2 separate regions of the Cricetulus griseus genome follow, and region 1 is linked to region 2. The links are chromatin contacts, called in public Micro-C maps. All regions are on one chromosome and are shown on one strand. Each heading gives the region's core, a stretch centred on a gene start, on an enhancer-like site or on the middle of the called end of the contact. The rest is flanking DNA. Distances are from core to core; before and after follow the strand shown. Region 1 holds the start of Znf438 (zinc finger protein 438). Region 2 holds the start of Zeb1 (zinc finger E-box-binding homeobox 1).

What was found. A called contact is a pair of places that touch in the nucleus more often than the background predicts.
Region 1: a contact with region 2 is called in a Micro-C map of the CHO-K1 cell line, with 2.5 times the contacts expected there. The contact joins the promoter of Znf438 here to the promoter of Zeb1 in region 2. A contact is called at or near these places in 2 of 8 Hi-C or Micro-C datasets (the CHO-K1 cell line and fibroblasts).

What each region holds. Positions count from the first base shown.
Region 1 is chr3:209,029,691-209,035,978 of CriGri-PICRH-1.0, forward strand. It overlaps Znf438 (zinc finger protein 438), which reads left to right and starts at 3,215. Exons shown (of 9, transcript XR_003483332.2): 1 at 3,215-3,687.
Region 2 is chr3:208,794,860-208,801,569 of CriGri-PICRH-1.0, forward strand. Zeb1 (zinc finger E-box-binding homeobox 1) reads right to left here and starts at 3,197. Exons shown (of 7, transcript XM_027405465.2): 1 at 3,086-3,197. The coding sequence starts at 3,143. It overlaps LOC103163316 (a long non-coding RNA gene), which reads left to right and starts at 2,546. Exons shown (of 6, transcript XR_003483334.2): 1 at 2,546-2,911.

The DNA of each region.
Region 1 (6,288 bases), core at 1,965-4,464, 230 kb after region 2:
CATGGTATGCTCAGCCTCCTCTCTCAGAACCAGCAGCCCAGGGGTGGCACCACCCACAGTGCACTGTGCCCTCTCATATAAATCCTTAATCAAGAAAATGCACCACAGGCTTGCCTGCAGGCCAATTTGACAGAGGCATTCTTAGTTTCCCTCTTCCCCGAGGACTCTGGCTTGTGTCAAGTTGACAAAAACCTAACCAGCACACAAATCTACCTATTTCTGAAATTTGGAGAAGTTACTATGTCTGTAAGGAGAGCCCAGAGGAAAGAGCCAATGCATTTCAGTGTTTCAGTGTTATGCTACATTGTATATGTTTCTCTTCCTAAAGGACTTTCCTTCTCAGTATATACCTTTGGTTGATTTAGTGCCGGGTTACTCTTTGTGAAAACAGCTAGCATGTTGAGTAAGAAACCTACCCAGCCTTTGGATTTTTGTTTTGAGACTGGCCTCAAACTTGTGATTTTCCTGTCTCAGTCTCCTAAGTACTGGGATTATAGACCATGTGCCAACATGCCCATCCAGTGTTTGAGTCCATGTAGGCCATCATCCCCACACATGTTGCCTACTTAGAGCATGACAGACACAGCTATTAAAAGAGGATCTGATGTTAATCTAAACCAGCACCGTCCATACTCTCAGAGTTTACAGTCAGGTGGAGGAGGCAATTTTCAGAAAGATTCCTGGTCCTCCCCCCCTCCTCTTCCTCCTCTTCATTTTCTGACATAGAGTCTCTGGCTGGCCTATAACTCACTACACAGACCAGGCTGGTCTTGAACTCACATAGATCTGTCTATCACTGCCTCCAGAGTACTACGATTGAAGACATATGTCAGCATGACTGGCCTAAATTATTCTTACATGGGATAAAGCAGTAATTTAATGTTTTATAATCCATAAGATGGTAATGCATTAATGAATCACAAAATTAACTTACTGGCCATAGTGAGCACCTTAAAAACAGAACCATCTGCTGGAAACAGAATGGGAAATTGTGAAGGCAGTGATACACTGTGGTCAGTGTTTTCAAATTTTACATAATATTCCTTGGATTTCTTGAATTGTGTGGTTTTTCTTTTTTTGCATGAAACTATACAAATCAGTATTATTATGAGTGTGGATTAGGGAGTTTCAAGTCTTGCTTCTGCTACTCAGCACCTGTAATGATCTCCTACAATCCTGCTTGCCCAGTGGGTAAGGTGGGAATAATTGCAGTAATACTCAGTTTCAAGGATTAAATGAGGCAATATGGAGCTTGGTATCTAACACCTAGGAAACATTAGCCATTGTATTTCTTTACTTTTTAAATTTCTCTCTAGTATTAGTTTTTTTTTTTAAGGGAAGGGCGGGGCTCTATTCAGGTTGCTAAGTAAAACCAAAGGAAATATTATGTGTGTTGAAGTAAAAGACTCTGGAAAGTAGATAGCTAGGGGCAACAGATATCAAATGAAAGAATCTCAAGGATAAAGCCCCACCCCCCAAGACTATAATGTTTAGTGCTTCCAGAGCTGAACCTGGAAGGCAGCTCTGCCTGCAGCCCTTCCCTCTAATATGAATACTTTCAGTGCTAGCTTCTCATTACTCATTTAGACCAAATTCCAGCTTATACAGAAGCGCCACCAAATCTTACTGTGCTTCTATGTGAGTATATTTTTAAAGGCAAATGTATCCCACATTAAAGATACTTCACATATTTAGATTGTACTTCTTAGCCATTTCCTGAAAAATTCTATTTGACATTCAAGTTCCCTTCTCAGTCTTTTTGTTTATCACATTTCCTTCTTTTTTTGCAGGAAGAAATACATATTTCTAAAAATACACTTGTGGGACGGGGAGATGGCTCAGTGGGTAAAGCGCTTGCAAGGACCTGAGTTAAAATCTTGAGAATAACTACAATCTGTAATCGAAGTGCTCCTGTAGCAAGATGGGAGGAGGAGCAAGGAGAATCTCTGGCTAATTTACAGCCCAGCAGCAAACACAGAGAACTTGGCTCAAACAAGGTGGAAGTCCAGGTAGGACCCACAACTCAGGCTGTTCTCTGACCTCCACATATATACCATGGTACACATAGGCCTGCACACACACACACACACACACACACACACACACACTTGAACACAAATCCTACAAAACAAACGAACTTGTGGCATTAGGGGAAAAAACACTGAATAATCAAATGATCAAAGAATATTCTTTATCATGCCCTATACTAAAAACATTTAAAACATTTGGCACATATGATTTCTACTCTTAAAAAAATTAGATGCCTGTGGGAGAATCTGAAACATTAGCTGGAAGATCACTTAGAAAAATTCCTGTTTAGAGAAATGATATAGAAGCCTTGATCTTAAAGTTGTTCTTAATGAAAAATAAATACCCCTATTTAGAGATACGTGAAAGTTTTTACAACGCTAATTTTTCTATATTGTTGCACAAAATAAAAGTATTGTTAAATTATGTATGCTCTCCTGCTTCTTCTTAGAAGCTGATTTTCAACCAGGTCCCATCTCTGTTTAAAAGCTACCAGTTTCCCAGTCATCACTCCCAAGGAAAAGTGTAAACAGACCATTGTTTTAGATTTAAATATACACAGGAGCTGCCCTGCAAAACCTCTGACCTGGCTATTTGTCTCTAAATTATAAAAAGTGATCCTCAGTATTTTCAATATTTCCTCTTCTAGGTGCTAGTTTTTTTCCCCAAGGCATTTTATGTTTGCTGCAAGACAATTTGAACTGCTTGTCTTTTCTGCTTAACCACAAGGTTTACTTTTTTCTGCATGAAGGAGTAACATGGGGCTTCTATGAAGCCGAATTCGTCCTCAGATTCTATGGTCCACTCTCTGCCTTCACTTTCTTTGCAGTGGTCTTTTAGCCAGAGCTAGAGCCGGGTTTTTGTCACGTGGGAAGGGAGGCTGTTAAGTTTACTCGGGTCACTACTTGTTAAACTTAACAGGTGACTTGTAAAAGGTTTCCTTGGGTCAAAAAGGGAAATGCAGTTGGAAGGGTAGAAGAAGAAATTCCTCCAGCAGAGGGAAGTTGACAGTGCCCTGGGAGGGAGGGGCCGCTCCGCAACAGTAGACCCGACGAGCCGGAGCCGGAAGGGCGTGTCTCGGGGGCGGGGCTTACCCGGACGTGGGCGGGCCGCGCATAGGCGGGGCTCGCTCTGGTTGGGCTGGAGAGGGCGTGGCTTGTCTAGCTGGGCGCGGGCGGGAGGGGCTTGAGGGGGCAGAAGTGGGACAGCGCAAGGGCCCATGGGAGCGTTGCCCCTGTGACCCGGGCGGAGAGCCCATAGGCCCCTGGTGGACAGCAAGTGTCTGTTACCAAACGTGTAGAAGTTTTAGTGAACAGGTGAGAGGAGGAAGTCAGTGTCTGCGGGAGAACTACGTAAGAACCCTTTCGTCCCGCTCGTTCTCGTGGGTCTCTCCCCTTCCATCTACCCCGGACCTTCTCGCCTCAGCGGCTGTGTGAAGATGGTGAAGAGCGGCTACCTGGGCGCGCCTGCCTGCGAAGCCCATGGGCACGCGGCAGCTAGCGGTGTGCGCTTGCGCGCCGTCCGGGCGGGGCGGGACGGGGCGTCTCCCGTCGCTGGCTGGAGGCGGGGCCCGGGCCAGAGCGCCGCGCCCGCGAGCTGACCTCGTTGAACGCCGCCCGTGACGTCACCCCGCCGTGACGCGTACGCAGTAGGAAAACTGTAAGTTTGCGAGGATCCTGCAGCAGCTTGGCTTGCGGGGCTCGCGGGGCCTGAGGGCTGCTCGCTGTCACGGTCGCGGTATTGGCCGCGGGCACCGGGGAGCCTCGGGAGACCCGGGAGCCACCGAACGTGACGCCCGGTCGGTGATCGCCCCAAGTGGGAGCGCGCCCTCCCGGGACCGCCGGCTTGTGGAGGCGAGGCCGCTCCTGAGCCTGGCCAGCACCTTTCCCTCTGGCCTGTGACAGCTAAGAGCGGGTGATTAAGGCCTGGGAACGGGGAACTGGCGAGGCTCTCCTTAAAATTCGTCGATAAAGAGATTAGATTCCCAGTCTCCATTCTCATCTTGCAGTAGGGCATGCTTGGTCAGCCTGGGATGGAGAGTCCCTTCAAAGACTAGCAGCCCTGTGCCCACCTTCCTTTGACATTTTGCAGATGCCCAGGTGGCTGATGACAAGTTACATGCTGTGTTGCCTTCCAGCTTGCCTCCATTTTCCTTTCCATGGGGCCACAATGCGTTGAGACCCTGTGAACTAACCCAAGCTATGCAATCCTACACAACGCTTATGCAAATATTGATTATTCTGAGGAATATGGTAACCCATTTGTATGTAAGGATCTTTCTTAGGGCTTTGTCTCCTTCCCATACCTCTTACTCCGACCCATCTGACTTTTGAACCTGAAGGTATCTCAGCTGTTGCATTCATTGATCAGGGATCAAGAAATAAGTACTATCACTATCACAGAGATCGTGGCAATACGTTGCTCCGACCCATCTAGTTTTACAGAAAAAAAAGTTTTTAGCAGCCCAGAACTAGAAGATTATATTCAACACAAATAGGTAGAGTCAACTTGTATGTGTATATAGTTTAGCTAACTCTTGCCTTACTGAAGATTTAGTTATAACATTGTAACACTTCTGGGGCAAGAACTTGTCAGGAACTTTGAAGGGAATATACATGCCCTAGGGTGGATTTATAAAGTAGATTAAGAGGCCACATTTCTGAGAATTCAGTGGAGTGTGTTGTATCCTTATAGAGGGCCCTTCGAATCAAAGCAGGACTTTTGAGTTTTGTTATGTTAGTAACTTTCCAGAGACAAGTCATCTAAGTCTTGGAACCTTAGAGTTCAGTTAAAGTGGAGAGATAGACAATAAGGAATAGGCACATAAAATTGTTTCACATCGGGGTGAGTGCAGTGAAATGAAGGTAAAAGGATGGTGAGGGAACAGTGGAAATTGTTTTAAATAGTCTGTCAGGGAAGACCGTTCAGAGGAGGGGGCAGTTGAGTTGTTCTGAGGTGGGGTAGGAGCCCAGCAGGAGCCTAGCTAGTGGCTTTCAAGTTCCTTGGGAGGCCGAGTCAGGAGAATCACAAGTTCAAGGAATACCTTGGCTGCAGATGGAGTCTAGGGTCAGCCTGGGTAGAAATAGGACTGAGGAATATGTAGCTTAGTGGTAGAGCTCTGGCCCTGGGTTCAGTTTCCACTTGGGATTGAAATAGAAATTTCCACAGGTTCAATTTCCACCTGGCCTGAAAAATTTACTGTATGCAAGGCATAGTTCTAAACACCGGATGCTATTCGATAACCTTTTAAGCTAAGAAAACTACCTCCACTTTTATAGATGAGGAAACTGGCACACATTAGATGTGTACTCAAGCTTTAAGAGACTCAAAGTCTTGCATACTTTACTAAATTTGCATTAGTTTTATTTGGCACTGCTATAATTTTTGCCATTTGAATTTAGGTCATTTGATTTAAGAGGCTGTGTTCCAAATGACTATTCTGGCTCAGAGCATAATAAGGAGGGAGAAAGAAGTGTTGACATGTAACCTTGAGACATCTGATAGACTCTGGTGGGGTCTTGGAGCCTGTGTCAAAGTAGACATGTTACCCCTAAGTGTATTGGAAAAACCACAAGACAGTACCATTGTGGGACTAGTATCTGTTTTCTACTTTACTTCACTGAGAATTAACTGTAGAGTCACGGAGTGGTGTAGGGGCCATGAAAAACAAGGAGGTAGGAGGCTGATGCTGTGCTGTACCTTGAGAGGGGAGATGGTGTGATACCTTGGACTAGTAGAGGCAGTTGTGGAGGTGACATTAAGAGATAGAACTCTGCTGGCAAGACTTACATGGGGGTGCTAGGAGAAAGGGAGAAGTAATAACTTTTTAGGGTTAGGGTGGAAGAACTAGGAGAATGGTGGTGCTATTTCCTGAAATGACAGGTTTGGGAGGAAAAATAAAAGTCCAGTTTTACTTTCAAGTTTTAGATGCTTGTTAAATATAGTAATAATGAGTGCTGGTAACAATAGTAATAATTAGCATAATGCATATATGAACCATATTCCAGGCAAGGTTTTAAGTAATTTTACATATATTCATTTAACCATTAAAACAGTTGCATTGCTAAGAACTTACTGTTCCCATTTTGAAGATGAGAAAATTGAGGTACAGAGAACAGCTTTAGGTTATCTAGCAGGGCAAGGCCTCTGACTGATTATCTCAAGTCCCTACCCATTGCCATGGGTTTGTCAGTGTTAGAGGTGGAACTCACACCCAAAGTACTCTGGCTTTGGAGTCCACACAGGTTAATCTCTGTAACT
Region 2 (6,710 bases), core at 1,947-4,446:
GTAATGCCATTCCTTTAGATGGCTAGCATCATTACCATATTGTCCCCACAGAAGGTTTGATGATCTAGCCAAACCTGCTCAATTGCTACACCCTTGTTAAGTTATAGTTTTTGATGCTGTCATCAGTATCCTAGCCTGCAGACACATTCTAGGAAGGAAATAAAAATGTTTTGCTGCTGGCTTAGCTGTAAAATCTATATACCTTATTTCAAAAATTGAATACAAATATAATCTATACATAAATAACAAAATATCTCTATTACTATCTCCTACTGTATACACCACTATTTATTCATTTAAATAAAATTTAAGAGTTAATATCTTTCCAGATAATTCTCTCCCCAAACAACTGCAACTTAAATATGACTGCGTTGCTAAGAAATATCAGTCAGCACCTATTCCCAGATTTCACAACACAATGCATATAACTTCATTTTAAATTTGCAAAAATAGCAGCTAAATCAAACAGCATGGCTGCAACGGTCAGCGATGGATGAAAGCATTAGAGAACAAAAAGAAATACAAAGAGAGAGCCAAAAGTGATGAAAATGGAAGATACCTGTGGTAGCACAGCGCTATCTCACACACCTTTTGTTTTCTCGGAGTAATGCATACTGCAGTCAAGACATTTCAGGCTCAAGAGCCCCAAATCTGTTTTTCTAATATTAAACACAAAGGAAGAACACTGACAGCAAACGTGGTAAATAAATCCCTCCCCTGAGAAGGAAGGCGGCAAACAGGAGGGGGCTGACATACATGCAGGAGAAAACTAAACACCATCTTTTTTCTACCTGCACAAGTTGCCATTTGCTGCAGCGATCAAGAATCTCTTTCCTGTTGATTTCAAGCACCTTTCGGGATAGCTTTTCACCCTTAAGTCATCTGTTGATATGCCTTATGTGTGTGATATTAATATCACAGGATCTCTAGGAGAAAAATCCATTCTTTCCTGTTCAGGTAAACATGTTTACAGCAGCTGCACAGACGCTGGGTGGTTCAGACTCACATGTCACACACATGTCGTCAGCAACAAGAAAAGCCCCTTTCTCTGGCGATCAACATTTTAAATAAGGTAAGGTCAACGAACAGCCCTTTTCTAACCAACTTACCTTTCATAAAGCCACATCAGCAATAGCGGCAACAGCTCAATGTAGAACAGACACTATTTGACGCTAGAAGCAGGAAATTACAATTGCAGTAGCCTGTGCTCGGGTCCTTGCCACAACCAGTCACCTCTCCACAATGACGCTACACACCTTTCCCTCTGAACGAACAGGCTTCTCTGAAACGCAACGTTTTTCTGAACAACTGAAAAATCATTCATGGCAGCGGGGATTTTAATGTAGGCACAGATATATTCAAAATGTGTTTACAACAGAGAGGAAACCTCTTTGGAACAGCCTAAAATCTTCCTATCTGTTTCTAGACAGGAAATCCCACACAAAATCTAAAATTGCCAGGAAAGGTTACAAAACCTGGCGTTTGGCATCCCGGAGGGGAGGGAGCAAGACAGACCAGGCGGGGGTGGGGCGCGGGGGGCGCGCCAGGGTTGCCACTTAAACAGGATTTCCTAGTTCTCCGGACGCCACATCGATGCCATCAGGGGCGCATTTATTCCCCCATTCTTAAAAAACAAAACAAAACAAAAAAACCCTCGTCGTTTAACGCCCCGCGGGAGCCCCACGGAGCCACCGGGTGCGAAAGGCACGAGGAATTCCTTATATAGCAGCGGCCACAGCAGCACAGGGCTGTGGCCGCCCATCACCACACACAGGTACCCGGGCGGGGGCATCCCCCCGGGCCGCCGCCGCAGGGACTGTCCAGACAATGACCAAGAGCAGACGGCTGTCCGCGCCGCGAGCCGAGAGCACACACTCGCCTAGGAGAGGCACCATCCAGCAACTCTTTCGCCTCCCCACGCTGGGAGAGCCCACGATGCACCCACCGATACAGGTCCGGGTGTCGCGCTCTCTCCTGGTGCCTGTGGCTTTCCCTCTTTCTTAAAAAACAAAACAAAAACAAAAAGACCACCACCACTAACAACAACAACAACAACAAAAAACTCTGCAGCCAGGCCAAGGAGTATTTCCCTGGCACATTCGCGCAAATCAATACCCCGCGCAGCTGCACCGCCAGCCGCAGCCCCGTGCGCCCGTCGGGCCGCCCGCCCCCTCCCCCACCCGCCCCACTCGCGACCCCGAGCGCCAGCCCAACTCCCATTATCTGCCCTCGGCTCGCGCGTCCGGCCCAGGTAACAACTTCCCCAAACCGAAAGAGTCAAAGCCAGGCGCATGCACACAGCCCCGTGCCCGCGGGGACTCGGGCTGCCCGGGCGTCCCGACCAGTCTTGTGCTGCTTCCCGGCGGCGAGCGGCAGGCGGCGAGTCCACGCACACGCTCGCCCCACGGCAGCAGCAGCTAGGAGCCGCCCGACCCTGCTCAGCCCACGACGGTCACCGCACGCGCCGACTTCCAGCCCCGCGAGCGCCCGGCTAGCGGCGTCCCCGCGCGTCCCCATCCCCGCCCGCCCGCCCGCCAGCCCGCGAGCGCGCGAGGCGCAACTTTACCGCGGGCGCCCGACCCGGCGCGCAGCGCCCGCTCCCGCGCACACGCGCGCACGGCCGACACGCAGCCGACACGCAACCGGCCCGCGGCCGCCCGTCCTCTCCCGCCCGCCCGCCCCGCAGCCCGCGCGCCCGCCCGCCCGCCGCAAGTTTGTTCCCCGCCGCCGCGGCCTGCGCGGAGGGAGGATCGCGCGCGGGGAGACGCCGAGGGGCGGCAAGAGTGGAGAAAGTGCGGAAAGAAGCAACAGCCGCTCCACCCGCGGGCGGAAAAGTGGCCGGGCGCGGCGGCGGGATGCGGCGCGGCTAACGGTCCCCGGCGGCCGCGCGAGCCGCTAGGCGCAGAGGCAGGTAAGACATAACGGTCCAGGACGGCGGCCGCGGCGGCGGCGGCAGCGGGGCGCACTACTTTACTTTCCCACTCCACTCGGCCCGGCCCCGCCGCCGCCCCCGGCCCGCTCGGCCCAGCGCCCCTCGCCCGGCCGCCCGCTGCCCGCCGCCGCGCCGGGCCCCTCCGCCACTCACCGTTATTGCGCCGCGGGTTCGCCTGCTTTCTGCGCTTACACCTGGGGCCATCCGCCATGATCCTCTCGCTTGTGTCTAAATGCTCGAGTCACCTCCTCCCCCTCCTCCCTCCCTCCCTCCCTCCCCTTCCCCCCCCCACACCCGCCGCCTCCACCCCTCCCCCTCCCCACCGCACCTGGTTTACGACACTCGCGGCTTTACGACATCACCTTCCTAACACCTAGCGGCGCTCGCTCTACGGCCGGAACCTTGTTGCTAGGGCCGGGGCGGTTTGCGGCAGCTTCGGACGCTGCGGAGTTTGAATTGGGGAGGCGAGGGAAAAGTTTTGCTCAGGTGTGATGGGGTGACAGAGGAGGGTGCTGACACCCCGGGGACCGGGCCGGGAGGCGACAGGGTGGCCTCGTGGACCAGGTGGAGCTGGCGGCGTGGGCCACACCCGCGCGCAGACCCCCGCGGACGGGTGCGCACTCCTCGGATGCCGCGCGCTCCAGCTGTCGGCGCGGCGAGCCGCGCGTGCGCGCCGGGGACGTGGGCAGCGTGGACGCGCGGCGAGCTACCTGGCCAGTTCTGCCTGACTCCCCTCCCCTCCCACAGACGCGCGGGTTTCCCCGGCCTACCCGGACGGGAAGTGACAGCAGTTGGGTTGAACTTCATCTGGACAGAGAAGGAGGCGAGAAATTCCGCTCTCAGGAAAGCAGCATGAGTAATCCCCGCACGGTGCCAGGCTCACTTCCTCATCCGCGCCTACCTCACCTGCTGTCACCTTGCCTACCCCGCCCTGCAGGGGTCCCAGGGTGGCCAGGCTGTGGGCCTTGAGACTCGCCCTTGAGGCATAAGCACCCTAGGAGAGCAGTCCTGGAAAACGTATTAATCCCAAGTGCCAGAGAGAGAGAGAGTGTGAGGCAGGAGGATGGCCAAGTGTTCGAGGCCAGCCTGCACTACAGTGGAGCTCTGCCTCAAAATAGCTAGAGTTTCACACACACACACATCTGAGCAGTACAGTGTCCTCGAGGCTAAAAGCAAAGCTGAGGCTGATTTTTACCTGAAGTCCGTGACTTTGTACAAGACCCAAAATGCCTTGATTCTCGTCTTCAGTAATTAGGATTTAAGTTTACCTTTCTCGACAGGCGTTGGTGGGTCACGCCTTTAATCCCAGCACTTGGGAGGCGGAGGCAGCCGGCTCTCCGTGAGTTCGAGGCCAGCCTGGTCTACAGAGAGAGTGCCAGGATAGGCTCCAAAGCTACACGGAGAAACCCTATCTTGAAACACCCCCCCCCCCAAAAAAAAAAAAACAAAGAAAAGAAAGATCTGGGCTAGAAATGGGCCTTCCCACTTCAAATGATTTAATTAAGAAACAAGAAAAGTAAATTTACCTTTCTCTCCCTGTTTCCCACCCCTTTTAAAGGGGGAATTGTATGGGGCAACTTTATGAGATAAATGACCTAAGCCATTATTTCAAATATGTAATTATTAAATGTTAGTGTATAAATGGGAGAGTTGTGGATAGAAACAACTGAAACATGCCTTGGAGTATAAGGAATAATATACTAAACCAGCACAGTGCTGATGCATGAAAGCTTCTTGATAAATTTCTGCCAACAGATTTTGCCGTGCCAGAGGCAGGATATTGTGTGACTAGTCATGGTGACATATACCAGCAGTCTATGCTTATGGGAGGTAGAGACAGGAAGGTCACAAGTCTCAGACCAACTCTGTTTAGTGAGAGTCTGTCTACTCCCAAAAAACACCCTCCAACCCCCAGTGTTAAGAGAGTCATTAGCCAGCTGTTGGTGGGGCACACCTTTAACCCAGCACTAGGGAGGTAGAGGCAGGTGTATCTCTGTGAGTTCAAGACCAGCCTGGTCTACAAGAGCTAGTTCCAGGACAGCCTCCAAAGCTACAGAGAAACCCTGTCTCGAAAAAACAAAAATAAACAAAAAAGTCATTAAACTGAAGTTAAGTGTACAGCCAAAGTCCAGTAATTAAAAAGTGCTATGTAGGGAGACACCCTAGCCCCGCCCAATAGCAACTGGACAGGTGCCAGGTGGACCTGGGATCTGGGCGGGAAGATTCTTAAGGGCTGCACGTGGAGACCTTGGCCCCCTTCTCTCTAGCCAGGCTAGCTTGGTTCCTGTAAGCTTGCTCTGGCCTGTGTTTTGCTCTGGTGTTTTCCTGAATAAAGAAATCTTACCATCACGGACTATAGGTCATCTCTGAGCGCACGTGGTAATCTTAAAAGTGCTAACTATAGATGAAAACCTTCCCACATTTATTGTGTCTGAATGATGGGATTACACATGTTCTTTGCACATCAGATCTGTACTCATGGCAAAAATAGACTTTTTCTTGATCTTTGTAAAAACAGGCAGTGCTTCTTTTCCTCAGTACCATGTTAACCAAAAACACCTGTGAGTCAGAATGGTACCCTTGGGTTTGTGGCCTTGGATCACCTGTGGCTGGGCCCTTGCGCTTGGGAGCCCCTGCTTTAGCATCAAGAGTAGCTGGCATCACAAGAGTGAGCCATGACCAGGCCTCAGCTGATCTCTAAATCAGATCATAAACTTTTGTCTTATACCAGAACTTATATAGTTTCCACTTTTTTACACTCACCTTGTTTCCGGCCAAAAGGAAAAAAAATATATAAGATTTACTCTACTGCATGTTTTACCTTCCCTTAAACTTGGGAGGTGTCACACATCCAGTTCTTTTTCTGGCTTGTAAACCCTTCTGTGTTCTTCAGCTAACAGCCATAGGCACACGAAAACAAATAGCACAAGATACTTTGTTTCTTCTGTGGTTACTGATTTAGTGTGTGTGGTGGTGGGAGGTATTAACTGTGGGGAACAGTAAACCTTTCCCTGGGCTTGCTATTTCTGTATCCTCAACACCTAGCAAAGTGCCTGCCTAACCACCTAGTAGATGTTTAATAAATATTTCTGAGATAAGTTTTGTCTAAGTTTTCTGAACCTGTTCTTGACAATGAAGATTGTGTGTCTTACTTAATCATGTTCTTAGGTGTATGTGAAACACAATAGTTGCCATTCATGTCCATGCTAATCTTGATCTTAATCTCTCCACTATCATTTTCCTTTTCCCTAAATAATTACTTCTGCTCAGTTCTATTTTTAAAATATTCCCAGGAAATACTGGTAAGCCAAATTTAATACAGTTTAACTTTTACAAAAGCCTCTGATAATTTACAAAGTAAATAGTTGACTTCTATTCATAGTTTCACAATATTATTGAGGATATTTAAAATCTGTACTAGAAAGAACAGACAGAAATAAGTCTCAGAATATAAAGTACTGCTTTAAACTTGATTCTTGTCTGATAGCTATATTTTAATCAAAAAACTGGGAAAAAAATCTTTGGAACCAACTTATGAAGAAAATACCTATTAAGATTTAAATCAAATCCAGCACTTGGGAGGTGGAGGAAGGAAAATCGGAGGTTCAAGATCACCCTAGGCTATATACTGAATTCCAGGCCAGCCTGGGCTACAGGAAACCCTGTCTCAAATTAACAAGAGTTTAGATAATTGAGGTAAGAAGACTAGTGTGAATTTAACATGCTTCATGTCTTATTTGAGTGACTGTGATATATCACAGAACATGCCTTCAGTATG